Regions from separate parts of the Sus scrofa genome. Here all the other regions are linked to region 1. A link is a contact called in public promoter capture Hi-C data. All regions are on one chromosome and are shown on one strand. The core of a region is the stretch at or near the end of the contact, and the rest is flanking DNA. Distances in the headings are between cores, read along the strand shown. Region 1 holds the start of JAK2 (Janus kinase 2). Region 2 holds the start of RIC1 (RAB6A-GEF complex partner protein 1). Region 3 holds the start of PLGRKT (plasminogen receptor with a C-terminal lysine). Region 4 holds the start of SPATA6L (spermatogenesis associated 6-like protein).

Region 1 (2,774 bases), core at 155-2,654:
CTCACACCTAAAGTGGTAAAAGGTTAAGGGAGTAGGGAAACAGAGGCCAAAGGTTGATTATTCATCTTCATATCTGTTGGGTGTTGTACTAGAATATTTGCAGCAGCCCAACAACTCACTCGAACAAACCTATTACGAAACCAAAAGCCATCGTCATCACTCTTAATTCCACTTCTAGTGTCCTTCCCCACATTTCTCCTCCCCTCTATGACATACTCAGCTGCCTCTATCCTTTCATTCAAAAAAAAAAAGGAGTTTCTCCTGACAGATTATTAACCACCGGAAAGCAAAATGGGTAAATTCAACCGACACAGCTAACTTGGGAAGATAAAACCATCCAGGAAGCATTCAATGTAGTAGCAGAAACCCCAGCAAAAGCAGCTAAGGTGTCCTCTCAATAGGTATTTCTTGCTACTTGAAAACGTTCCTCCTTGAAAGATTAAGAATCTCTGGCTGCTTGAGAAAGGGTAACTGACAACGATTTCTCTACAAAGAAAAACAATGTACAATCAGCAGAGAAACAATGAATGTTTCTTAAAGGATCCAAGAGCAACAACAAACCCCCAAATCACCCTCCCAAACCAACATTCAAAGTTCAGCACTGTCGTTTTCAAAGGAGTAAGCAACAATGAGCCCTGCTTGTCGACACAGCTTCCAACCTTCCTACGCACGCTCGAGACACCCTAGTCTTTACAGCGAAAAAGAGCAGCCAGGATCGCACACTCACCTTCGCGGGAAGGGGAGGAAGGGCCTCTTTTTCTGCAGAAGAGAAACAGATCACATCTTCCCTTGCCTGCTTCCGAAACCTAAATAAATAAATAAAATAAAATAAAATAAAAACAGGGCAGTTACCACTGCAGAAATCCAAGGAAAAGAGATGCTCTTTTCTAGGCTGTCTAGGTGTCTACAAAATTTTAAAGATGGCTAAGTAAAGTGGGAGATGGACTAACAGGCACAGGATGCAACATCAACACCAAGACACTCCGTTGTAGGTTTCCTTTTAAAGAGGAGGATTTTCTTGCCGAGAAGTTTACAGCCACTAGCAGGAGAAAAGCAGGGATTAGAGGTGGGAGGGAGGATGCAGAGAACAAGTGCTGCCCACCACCCGGAGTCCGGGCAGCAATAACATTCACCCGCCACACGGATCAGGCGACGAGGACGCGCCCCCCCAAGCTCACAGACACTGCTCCTACCCGACGCTTCCGGCCAGCCACGGTCCGCGAAGACCCCGGAGGGAGCAAGGGTCCGAGCGTCCGAAGGCTGGGCCCTCCGGGGCTCTCCGGTGTGGGTTCGGCTCCTACTCACATGCCTCGGCCGCGAGGACCCGGCCTCTGCCTGCGCGGCGACAGCAGCCCTCCGCCTCGCCCCGCGCCACAAGTCCGGGCCCAGGGGCCGAGCGGCCGAGGCGGCGGCACGAACTGCCCAGCGAACTGGGCGCCGACCCAGCCTGTCAGCGCCCAGGGAGGCCGTTAGTGGCAGCCGCTGCTGCCCTCTTCTGCTTCTCTTCCTTTCTCCTTCCTGCAACCCCACCACTCCCACTTCGGGCAGTCGGGAAGCCCGTCACAGTCGTTGGCTCCACCCTCTCCCTGGCTACACCTTCTTCGCAGCGCCGCAGGCGACTCTGGCTAGAAAGCCCTATTTACGTGCGACTCAAGCTCCCAGGAGGCCTCCAGTCCGGCTCCCTGATCCAGGCTGACTGAGGCCGCGGCGCAGCAGGGCGGGGGCGGGGGCCTGGCGCGCGCTCCGCGACTGCGCGTGCGCAGCTCCACCCAGGCGGGGCTTCTCACCGCACGCGTCACGGGGCGAGGGGGATTGGCTACCCAGGGCCCTGGCTTCACAGGAACCCCGCGGGTGTGCACGGAGATTCCCGCAGCTGCCCCAGAGCGTGAGCGGGCGGGGAACCTGAGCTGGGGAGAGCTAGCAGGACCCTGGGGCACGCCAGAGCTCAGCTGACGCTGGGCCCGGCCCTCAGCAGATGGGCGTGAACGTGGCCGCCGCCCGCCGTGGAGGCGGCTGGGAATGAGTCAGCCCAGCCGGGAAGGCGCCCCCTGCGCACAACCTGGCACCACACAGAGACTTTCCCCTCCCGCCACTGTTGTCTTTTTTCTGCTTTTGCTTCCACGTTTTGGGGTGCTCAAACCTGTCCCCCAGTCCGGGCCGCTGGGCGGAGATAAGTAGGGCCCTGGGTTGGACAACGCGTTCACACGCACCGTTTCGTGCTTGTGCAGTTCCGAGCGCCTGATTCCAATCAGTCACATCTGCTGGAACGGGGTGAGGGTGGGAAGCGGTGCCTGGATGCCTGCGGATTGGCAACAAGGCCGCCAAATGAGGAGAAACAACTTACACTGTCCCAAAGGGCGTCATCCATTCATTCAACAAATATTTACAGAGCACCTACTGTGTGCCAAGCTGTAGGACCCCAAGGATGTTATGTGAACACAACCCACGTACTTCTTGCCCTACTGAAGCCTGTATTCTGATAAAGCGACAAAAATACCTTAAACGTATAATGTGCAAGAGTATAACTGCCAGTAGAAAAATAACACAAAATAAAGGAGCAGGAAGTGAGGAGGCGGTGTGCTATTTTAGTTAGGGTGACCAGGAAGGACCTCCCAGAGTAACATTTGAGCAGAGATCTGAATGATGAGAATAGGCCAGTCCTGTGCCTATCTGGCTAAAGAGTTTCATGCAGAAACACTAGCAAAGGCAAAGACCCTGAGAAGGGAATGTGCTTGACAAATTCTAGGACGGGGAAAGAGGTCACTGTGACTGGA
Region 2 (2,774 bases), core at 125-2,624, 510 kb before region 1:
CTTCACTCTGACATAGATTAGTAATGCCTTATTTGGGGGTTAAAAAAAGAACATTTTTATATTTTATTCTATTGCATTTATATACAGACCTATAACAGCATTAGAGGAAAATAAGGAGTGTCCTATCTACTGCTAATCCCTGAAGTTATTCTTTCATCTACTCGGTAATCAGACACGAAAAATAAAAAAACAGGATTCAGAGAGCAAAAACAGAACTCCGGCTCACGCTCTTCTCAAATCTTATTACTTCCAGGTGTTGATACTAGGAGAAGAGCGGACAGATTTGAGTTATACTTCCGCTGCTACTAACACCCTCTTATTAACCCCTCTACAATTCTCTACAGAAGAGTCCAAGAGCAGCAAAGAACTAGCCTGAAAGTAAAGAGATGTTAGGGTGAAGAGAAGAGTTGGATTATTAGACCTTTAGTAAAAAAAATAATAACAACAACAACTCTGGCTGTAGTTGCTAGAAGTAAGTTATCACAGCCTGTAAAGTCTGGCATTGGGTGAACCCTAACTCCAAAACAATGGCCTTTAAAGCAAGAAGGGCTAGGAACACAACAACGGACAGGTTCCCAATTGTGGAAAGTTTAAACAAATTTGCTCCTTGGCGAATGGGGGAAGAAGAGGAGGGAAAGTCTGGGCTCCGCCGAGGGAGCGCGTGAGGTCCGCACTGTGAGCGGCCGTCGGTACAACGTAGGGAGGCGCAGGGATTTGGGGCAGCAGCGATTGCATCCACCCGGGAACCCTGACTGGAGGACGTGTCCGGACTCCTGGGTCCGAGAGGCCGAGTAGGTGGAACGAGGACACAGACGGGGAAGACGAGTGGGTCCGGCGCGTAGAGGCAGGGGTCCCATACTCTGGGTGGAAGTACGGTGCGGGGTAGCCGAGGAGGGAGCGGAAAGAAGCAGCGGGCGGCTCTACTTACTCGGCTGTACCAGATGCTGAGGCGAGCTGGGGCCAGCACGGCGAAGAAAGTCCTCTGAGGGTCGGACTGAACGTGGAAAGGCGCCTCGGCCGGGCTACCCAGAGGGCAGAGCAGCCGCTTGGGCCAGCCGCTCAGGAAATACATGGTCCGCGAAGAGCCGCCGAAGCCGCCGCGGCGCCCGGCCCCGTCCGTCACACTCAGCGGCCCGGGGCCGGACGCTCGTCTCCCACACCGGCACCGGCCGAGTCGGCGGCGGCGGCGGCGGCAGCAGCAGCAGCTCGGGGCATCTGCCCGCTGGCCAGGCCGGGCCGGGCCGACGCGACAAGAAGAGACGAAAGCACACCCGCGCAGACGGGGCCCAGTGTGGGGGAGGGAGGGGGAAGGAGAGTCGGGACGGAGAGGGGGCGGGAAGACCTCGAAAGCCCGCCCCGGGCCCGGCCCCGCCCCTTCCTCAGGCCGCACTGGCGTCACCACGCCGCGCCGCCCGGGTCTGACACTGGAGGGCTGCTGTGCGCAAGCGTACTAGGGACTTCGTTCCCCCCCCCCAACCCCGCCCCGCCCCGCTCCGCTCCGTTTTCTGAAACTCCGCCCTAGTCTTCAACACTCCTGCGCTTCTGCCGGGCTTCTGGCCCGCACCTCCCAATTGCAATGTAGAGCTTAGAGTCAGGGTCGGAAGGCGGGACAACAGCTTGAAACTGAGGCAGGTAAGCCGAGCCAGAGAGACCCAGTTACGTAGCGACGCCACCAATAGAACCCGTCCCTCGCCTGGCCAAATTTGACTTCTCTCTCGGATTGGCTAGGCCTCTGGGGGCGGTCCCGCAGCTTCGGGGCAAGGGCCGGGGGGCGGGGGTGTGCAGGGGAGAGCGAGTCACGTGACGTTCCCTGCTCTAGTTCCAGCTGTGGCATTTAGGCCTTGGCCTCAGTCCTGGGCTCTCTGGTCCTTACCTCATTGAGCCCCTGTGTATCAAGGTCTGCAGTGAAAGCTGGTGGTTAAATTCCCTCCCTCATGGATTTTACATCATGGAAGGGGTTTTTATTTCATTTCGTAAATAAACCATCTATGGTGAAAGTTTATCCTGGCATCTGTTTTTCGGGAATTCTGAAGGTAGCGTATGTTTTTAAATTCAGTGTGCATTTTTCTGTCCCTTTACCAAACCATAATGTTAGACCAGGCAAGACTATTCTTGCACTCTGGGTGACTTAATTTTAGAGCTGGAACGGATTTTAGAGATTCTGTGGCTCCATGTTTAACTTTTTGAACCCCAAGTATCACTTTAACAATAACAGTTTTTTACAGTGTTGACCCTGCATTTCTGCATAGGAAGATTGCAGGAGTAGCGGATTTAGCAGGGGAAAGGGGGGTCGGGGTCTGAACTAAAAGACTTGCCGCTCATCTACTTTTTGTATAGTCTGAATTTTTCCACGTGTTTATATTTTTCAATTAAAAGATTTTTAAGCTAGGCTAGGGTTTCTTTCTTTCTTTTTTTTTTTTTTATGTTAACTCACATGAAAAAGTAGCAACAAACAGTAAAAGAGAAAACAAAGTGACAATCCATATCAAGGAGTTCCCCATGGTGGCACAGTGGAAGGGAATCCCGCTAGCAACCATGAGGTTTCGGCTTCTATTCCTGACTTCGCACAGTGAGTTAGGGATCTGGCTATGCTGTAGGTAGCAGCAGGGGCTGGGATTGGGCATTGCTGTAGCTGTGGTGCAGGCCTGCAGCTGTCGCTCGGTTTAGACCCCTTTCTTGGGAAACTCCGTATGCCGAAACTGCGGCCCTAAAAAGCAAAAAAAAAAAAAAATCCATATTAGATGTAGCTGGTATTCATAACAATGTATATAACG
Region 3 (2,774 bases), core at 154-2,653, 310 kb before region 1:
CTTTCATACAGTCACAGCTATTGCTCTTGCCTAGTTTTAATAATTGCTCCCTTCTCCTTGTCCCTTTAGACCTAGAGTTAGTAACAGGTTGCCACTGTTGCTGGTTACTGCTATTTACTTAATGCTAACTGTGTTCCAGACACTGTGCTAAGTGCCTAAATATTTATCTCATTTAGTCTTCACAGTCCAATAAATTAAATGGCTTCAGTCCTATTGTAGAGATGATAAAAGTTAAATTTTGGAGAGGATGAAGAGTGACAGTGATGGATATCAAATAAAGGTTTGCTTATGCTAGATGTCGTGCAAACGCTATCACATCAGTTGCTATCCTCTCTTAATGAGTCCAAGACGTCCTGCACTCAAATGATATCATATCAGTTGCTTTCCTCTCTTAATGAGTCCAAGTTCCAAATGGCTTCGCTTCTGTGTGCCCAGGTCACTCTGGCAAGATGGTGGGGTGGTGTTCACTCACATGCAGAGCCTGGGGGAGATTAAATGCTTTCTTCACTGATGTGAGGGTCAGACAAGGCTAAGGGCAGGGACCTTTCTCAAGGCCAAAGCCTGGTAAAGTCCTTGATATTCTTCCAAGCCGTGTAGTAGCAAAGAAAAGTATGCCAACAGTTCCTCAAGTTTTTCCTCAAGGAAACTCAGAGAAGGACCTGACTTACTCAAGACAAAAATTACTGGTGAGGGTGAGAAGAAATGATTACCTCTCAGGGTAGCAGGGGAGAAAGATGTGCTCGGTCAAAGAAACTGGATTGGTAACTCTGACCAGGTCTATTCTTTTTTCGTTTCCTGCCTTAACATTTTTGCCACTTTAATGGGTGGCAATTTAACAGATGGAAGAGACTGAGGCTCCAACAAATTAAATAAACTATGTCTGTGCTGATATTCAAAGGGGGGGGGGATCTACCCTCGACATTAAACATTCTGTAAAGCAGAAAAGCCCTTACAAATTTTTATAACTGTGGATTATATATATTTCAATGACAACCTCATGAGACACATTCTCGAAACAGACCTTACAAGTGGTAGTTGACTTAATTACTGGAGAATAACTATGACATGGCTCATTAAGCTCTCCAGAGAGAGTTTTACTTTGAGAGGGAACATGACTTGCTCAAGCTCCTCGTGGGTAAGTGACAAACCTCACTGAGTCATTTAAGTGCGATTTCCATGCTGCTCTCTCTCTGCCTCCTTTAAATTTGATTGCTGAGTCCCTGTGGTTTTGAATTTTCCTCTTTGACCCGCCGCTCCCAGGCGCCTGGCGGAAAAGAACATACCAGACCTTCAAGGTCAAGCTTGCGGGCCCTTTAAGGAGAGCTGCGCTGATTGGCTGAGGCTCGGAATTGTCTGTCATGGCCAGCCAATCCTGAGGCACTGTGGGAGTGAGGCCCAGTTCCCTGCGGCGGTCTAGGAGAAGCCAGGCCTGGAAGCCTCCGTTGAGACCGGAGAGACCCGGCGCCTCTACTGCCCACTGCCCAGTGAGTGTGCACCGGCCGAGCGGGCCAGGCTGGCCTCAGGTGGCTGGGGAGGGCGGGTCCCCGCAGTTGCGAGTGCGAGAGCTGAGCCCGTGGGGGTCCCCAGCTTGACGGGCCGCGCTGGGCGCCCTCCCCTCAAGAGCGACCTTGGCTTCCTCAGCTGCTAGTGCCGACCAGTACTGCCAGCCTCGTTTGAAGGAGTCGTTCTCCCTTGCATAGACTGAGGGCTCTCCCATAACGTTGTAATTATGCTGGGGAAGTAGGCAGAGAGTTGTTTACGGAAATCAACATATCATTACATATCACTGCAGGAGTTACCCAAGTTACAGTAATTGGGTCCAGGGTGCGCAGGTGGAGTTAACGTAGGGAAAACCTTCCGGAAGCTGTGGGAGTTCTGGGCTGGAATCTATAGGGGAAATGCGCTAGTTTGAATGGAACGCGCAAGCTAGAATTTGTAGGGGAAGTGGTCTAATTTGAATGAAACCCAAAGACATTGAAAACGATCGTAATCATGCAACTAGTTATAAATGCAGGTTGTTAATACGTCATTTGTTCAGGAAATGAGTCAGTGCACAAATCTGGATGACACACTTATAGGTCATGGAATTATTAATTTTTTTAAGGTAAAATCAAATCCTGAATTCCTAGGTGTGACCCAAGGAGGATTTCTTGGAACTTGCAGCCCCAACACTCCTCAGAAATACCCCTATCTATTGCACAGCTGAGGCAGGGCTGGAGCATTAAAGAGACCTTTTTAAGGTCTCGTGAGTAATCAAAGGAAAAAATGAAGGCAGAAGAGACCCAGATCAGCATTCTTAGCCTTCTGAGACACAGTAGTGTCCAAGCTGTAATTAGTAAGGCATTTCTCTCCAATGACAAAGTGTTGGCAGTTTTGAAAACACTCATTTTTCAGGTGTGGTCTTCTTTGGGAATTACAGGGGAGCTCTTCCCCCTTCTACCTTTAACTCTTGGGAACATCTTCTAATACATCCAAACTACAATCCAGACCCAAAAGAACAAGGCCAAGAAAGATGTAAGCCAAAGTCCTAACTTCCCAGATAGTTTCTCTTCCCTAGGTGACTGACATAAGGATTGTCACTCTACTTTGGGGAGAGTCTACCCTCTTATAAATAGGGGCATTCTAAGGGATATAACTCTGACATACGGTGTGTGTGTGTAGAAATGGGATTAGAGGAAAGTTGTTTTCTTTATAAATGTTTGTTGCAGGTGTAAAAATTCAATTATATACTCCTACCTACAGAATAAAGAATTAGGAATGACAAGTGTCTGAGC
Region 4 (2,774 bases), core at 128-2,627, 290 kb after region 1:
GTCCTCCTAAAAAATGTCTTGTACATTCCCAGCGACTGGCTGAAGTACAGCCTGTGGTTATGAAACAGCATTTTTCTCTGTGCAGCCAACTAATCCTGAGAGCTGGGCATAGGATCGATGATCTTACACTTACTGGAAAACGATTGAAATCACTCATTTTCATTAAGAGCTAGCAAGATGAGTCCCGAGTAAAACTGTATTAATTCAGTTAAGCCCTCAGGGATCCCATTTTGCAAGAAGCCTAGAGGGCAGACACCTACAATTCGTTTCAGTGAGTTTAGTCCAGTGATCCTGAAATATACTTCAAAAACATACTCCAAGACAAAGTGACATGAACAGTAAGCACTGCCTAAGATAAGACCCAGGAAAACCCTAAATGATAGTATATCACATCCAGATAATTTTCAGAGTAAAGAAGGCTGGGCTGAAAACCACAAGCAGTTTCAGGGATCTGAGTAAGTCTGAAGGAAAAGGCAAATGCGTGCCTTTATGTTTTTACTTCAGAATGGTATGAAACAAAACTAAAATCATAATCATAAGGGGGAAATGGTCACGCCAATCAGTGAGCATGATTTACGCCATCAAAAGCCGAGTTTTACAGAATTTGCTCAGATGTCAAAAGTCAGTGAAATAAATTGGATCGGAAACGTTTATGTCAGGAGCTCAACCATTCACTGTTCTCATCAACTGTATATTAGAGCCGTCAACAGAATAAAGTACTCGGATAAATGCAGGCACAAGAGGACAAAGGGTCACTGTTATAGCGTGAACCGACCTAAATCTGCTGCTGTCAAAAGGCGGGTGACGGGGAGTAACTTCTTCCAAGGGTGAGAAATTAGCCAAGGTGAAAAAGGTGTGCGTGGAGGTTGGAAATAAATGGCCAGCCCCTCTTCGAAGACCTCAGTAGATGCTACAAAGCGATGGGATGGAATCAGGCCCCCGGCGCCCGGGGTGGGGAAGTGGGGACTCAGAACAGGGCACAGAAGAGGGTCGCAGGAACAGATAACTCTGGGGGCCTGGTGACGGAACCTTCTCATCCCCTCCGCAGAACGCGGGCCCCTTCTCACCTGGGAGCCGCCGCCGGGCAGCTGCAGGCAGCGGGGAGAACCAGGGGACACATCCAAGTCACTCTCTTCCTCAGCCTCACCTCCTGCCCGAGGGAGGCTCCAAGGTCCTGGCGGCGGCCACGGCTGCTCCATGTCCTGCTGCCCACAGCCCCACAACCTCTACTGCCAACCGACTTAGCGTTAGTGGAACCTACTGCGCGGTGCCAGCCGCCCCAGCCGGCGGGGGCCGTTACCCAGAATCCCTTGGCAGGCCGCGACGCCGACGCACGCCCCGTACTAGCCCAGGCAGCGCTACAGGCAGACGGCGGAAAAAGACTGACTCCACCTGAAACGTCATTTCCGGATTAGAAGGCGGAGCCTTCCTAGGCCCCTCCCAGAGGTGCGTCCCGGGGCCTGCAAGTAGGGGGTTTTGTCTGGAAGTCAGTTTTGTTTAAAACTCCCTTCTCTGAAGCCTTTCAGCGCTGCTGGTTTACCCTTAACGGCGCTGTTGGTCGTGTAGTATTAAATATTTATCTGGAGTTTCCTACGCAGTAAATGGTGGGTCCTAGAGGCCGGGGGGGGGGGGTGCTCGGACCAAATGTTATCCGCTTTGTGTATTGTTTAAAAACCAAGTCCTTCCTGTGCACTGATATGTAAACCGGTTTCTGAAGTGGGGGTGGGGGCAGTTAAAGTAGGGAGTAAGTTGAAAAGCGGCGCCGATTTTTCACTCATTTCAAGTTACAAACACCTAGATTCTGCGAAGCTTTGCGGGCGGGGCCGGGGGAAGGAGTATGCCAAAGGTAAAGTACTGCAAAGAGTAGGGCTTGAGAAAATAGTGTACCACCAATAGCGAGCGCATAGAGAGGGCTTCCTGTATTTATGCTTATTTCGTTTAATCGTAAAGATTTGTGCTCTCATTATCTCCTTTCTTGAGAAGAGGAAATAGATCCAGCATGCATAATGTCACACATTTTAACGGAAAGAAGTAGGATCTGCCCAGGGAGTTTAACTTCAAAACGTGCACATTTAACAATCAGGCTTTGTTGCCCTACTTGTAATTAAAGAGACCCAAATAAAAATGAGACGCCATTTTTTTAATCTTTTGAAGTTTGTCAATACCGAGTGTAGACAAGGTGTGAGGAAGTGCTATTAGAATATCATTTGTGTAACTTTTTTGGGAGGGGTAATTTGACAGTATTAGAGGTTTAAGTGCTTTGATTCAGCAATTTAAATACCAGGAAATTGTCCAACCAAGTTATTTTTTGCACCAATAAGCAGTGATTTACCTACAAAGGTGTTTATTGCAGCGTTTTGTGTGTGTGTGTGGGTGGCCAGGAAAAAAGAAGAAACAATCTAATTGCCCATCAATAGAGGATCTTAAATAAGTTATATATTAATATGATGGGATATTATCAATTTTAAAATGAGTAGATATAGGGAGCTCCCCTTGAGGCTCGGTGGTAATGAACCTGACTAGTATCCATAAGGATGCCTTTCCATCCCTGGCCTTGCTCAGTGGGTTAAAGAATCCAGCAACGGTTGTGTAGGCTGGCAGCTGTAGCTCTGATTGACACCTAGCCAGGTAACTTTCATATGCTGCAGGCATGACTCTAAAAAGCAAAAAAAGCAAAAGCAAAAAAAAAAAAAAAATAGATATAATGTGCTAATATAGATCAAATTCATACCTTATGGACCTATCCAGTGGGTCTAATGTAGGTTCTTATTCCC

The links. Promoter capture Hi-C pulls out the DNA fragments that hold promoters and counts their contacts.
Region 2: a contact with region 1 is called in a promoter capture Hi-C map of liver, with 2.6 times the contacts expected there. The contact joins the promoter of RIC1 here to the promoter of JAK2 in region 1. A contact is called at or near these places in 1 of 5 promoter capture datasets (liver) and 2 of 47 Hi-C or Micro-C datasets (epiblast stem cells and liver).
Region 3: a promoter capture Hi-C map of fetal liver shows a contact between it and region 1, with 2.5 times the contacts expected there. The contact joins the promoter of PLGRKT here to the promoter of JAK2 in region 1. A contact is called at or near these places in 3 of 5 promoter capture datasets (fetal liver, fetal skeletal muscle and liver), 19 of 47 Hi-C or Micro-C datasets (alveolar macrophages, embryonic fibroblasts, fetal heart ventricle and 11 more) and 2 of 2 datasets of contacts at active chromatin or transcription factors (alveolar macrophages and skeletal muscle).
Region 4: a promoter capture Hi-C map of fetal liver shows a contact between it and region 1, with 2.9 times the contacts expected there. The contact joins the promoter of SPATA6L here to the promoter of JAK2 in region 1. A contact is called at or near these places in 1 of 5 promoter capture datasets (fetal liver), 8 of 47 Hi-C or Micro-C datasets (brain, embryonic fibroblasts, heart right ventricle and 3 more) and 2 of 2 datasets of contacts at active chromatin or transcription factors (alveolar macrophages and skeletal muscle).

Annotation. Positions count from the first base shown.
Region 1 is chr1:217,000,424-217,003,197 of Sscrofa11.1, forward strand. It overlaps JAK2 (Janus kinase 2), which reads right to left and starts at 1,405. Exons shown (of 25, transcript NM_214113.1): 1 at 1,194-1,405; 2 at 728-806.
Region 2 is chr1:216,493,441-216,496,214 of Sscrofa11.1, forward strand. RIC1 (RAB6A-GEF complex partner protein 1) reads right to left here and starts at 1,375. Exons shown (of 26, transcript XM_001924914.6): 1 at 929-1,375. The coding sequence starts at 1,072.
Region 3 is chr1:216,690,668-216,693,441 of Sscrofa11.1, forward strand. PLGRKT (plasminogen receptor with a C-terminal lysine) reads left to right here and starts at 1,404. Exons shown (of 5, transcript NM_001190217.1): 1 at 1,404-1,484. It also overlaps a transcript of CD274 not described here.
Region 4 is chr1:217,286,584-217,289,357 of Sscrofa11.1, forward strand. It overlaps SPATA6L (spermatogenesis associated 6-like protein), which reads left to right and starts at 1,378. Exons shown (of 13, transcript XM_021064067.1): 1 at 1,378-1,446. CDC37L1 (hsp90 co-chaperone Cdc37-like 1) reads right to left here and starts at 1,413. Exons shown (of 7, transcript XM_003121918.5): 1 at 1,068-1,413. The coding sequence starts at 1,199.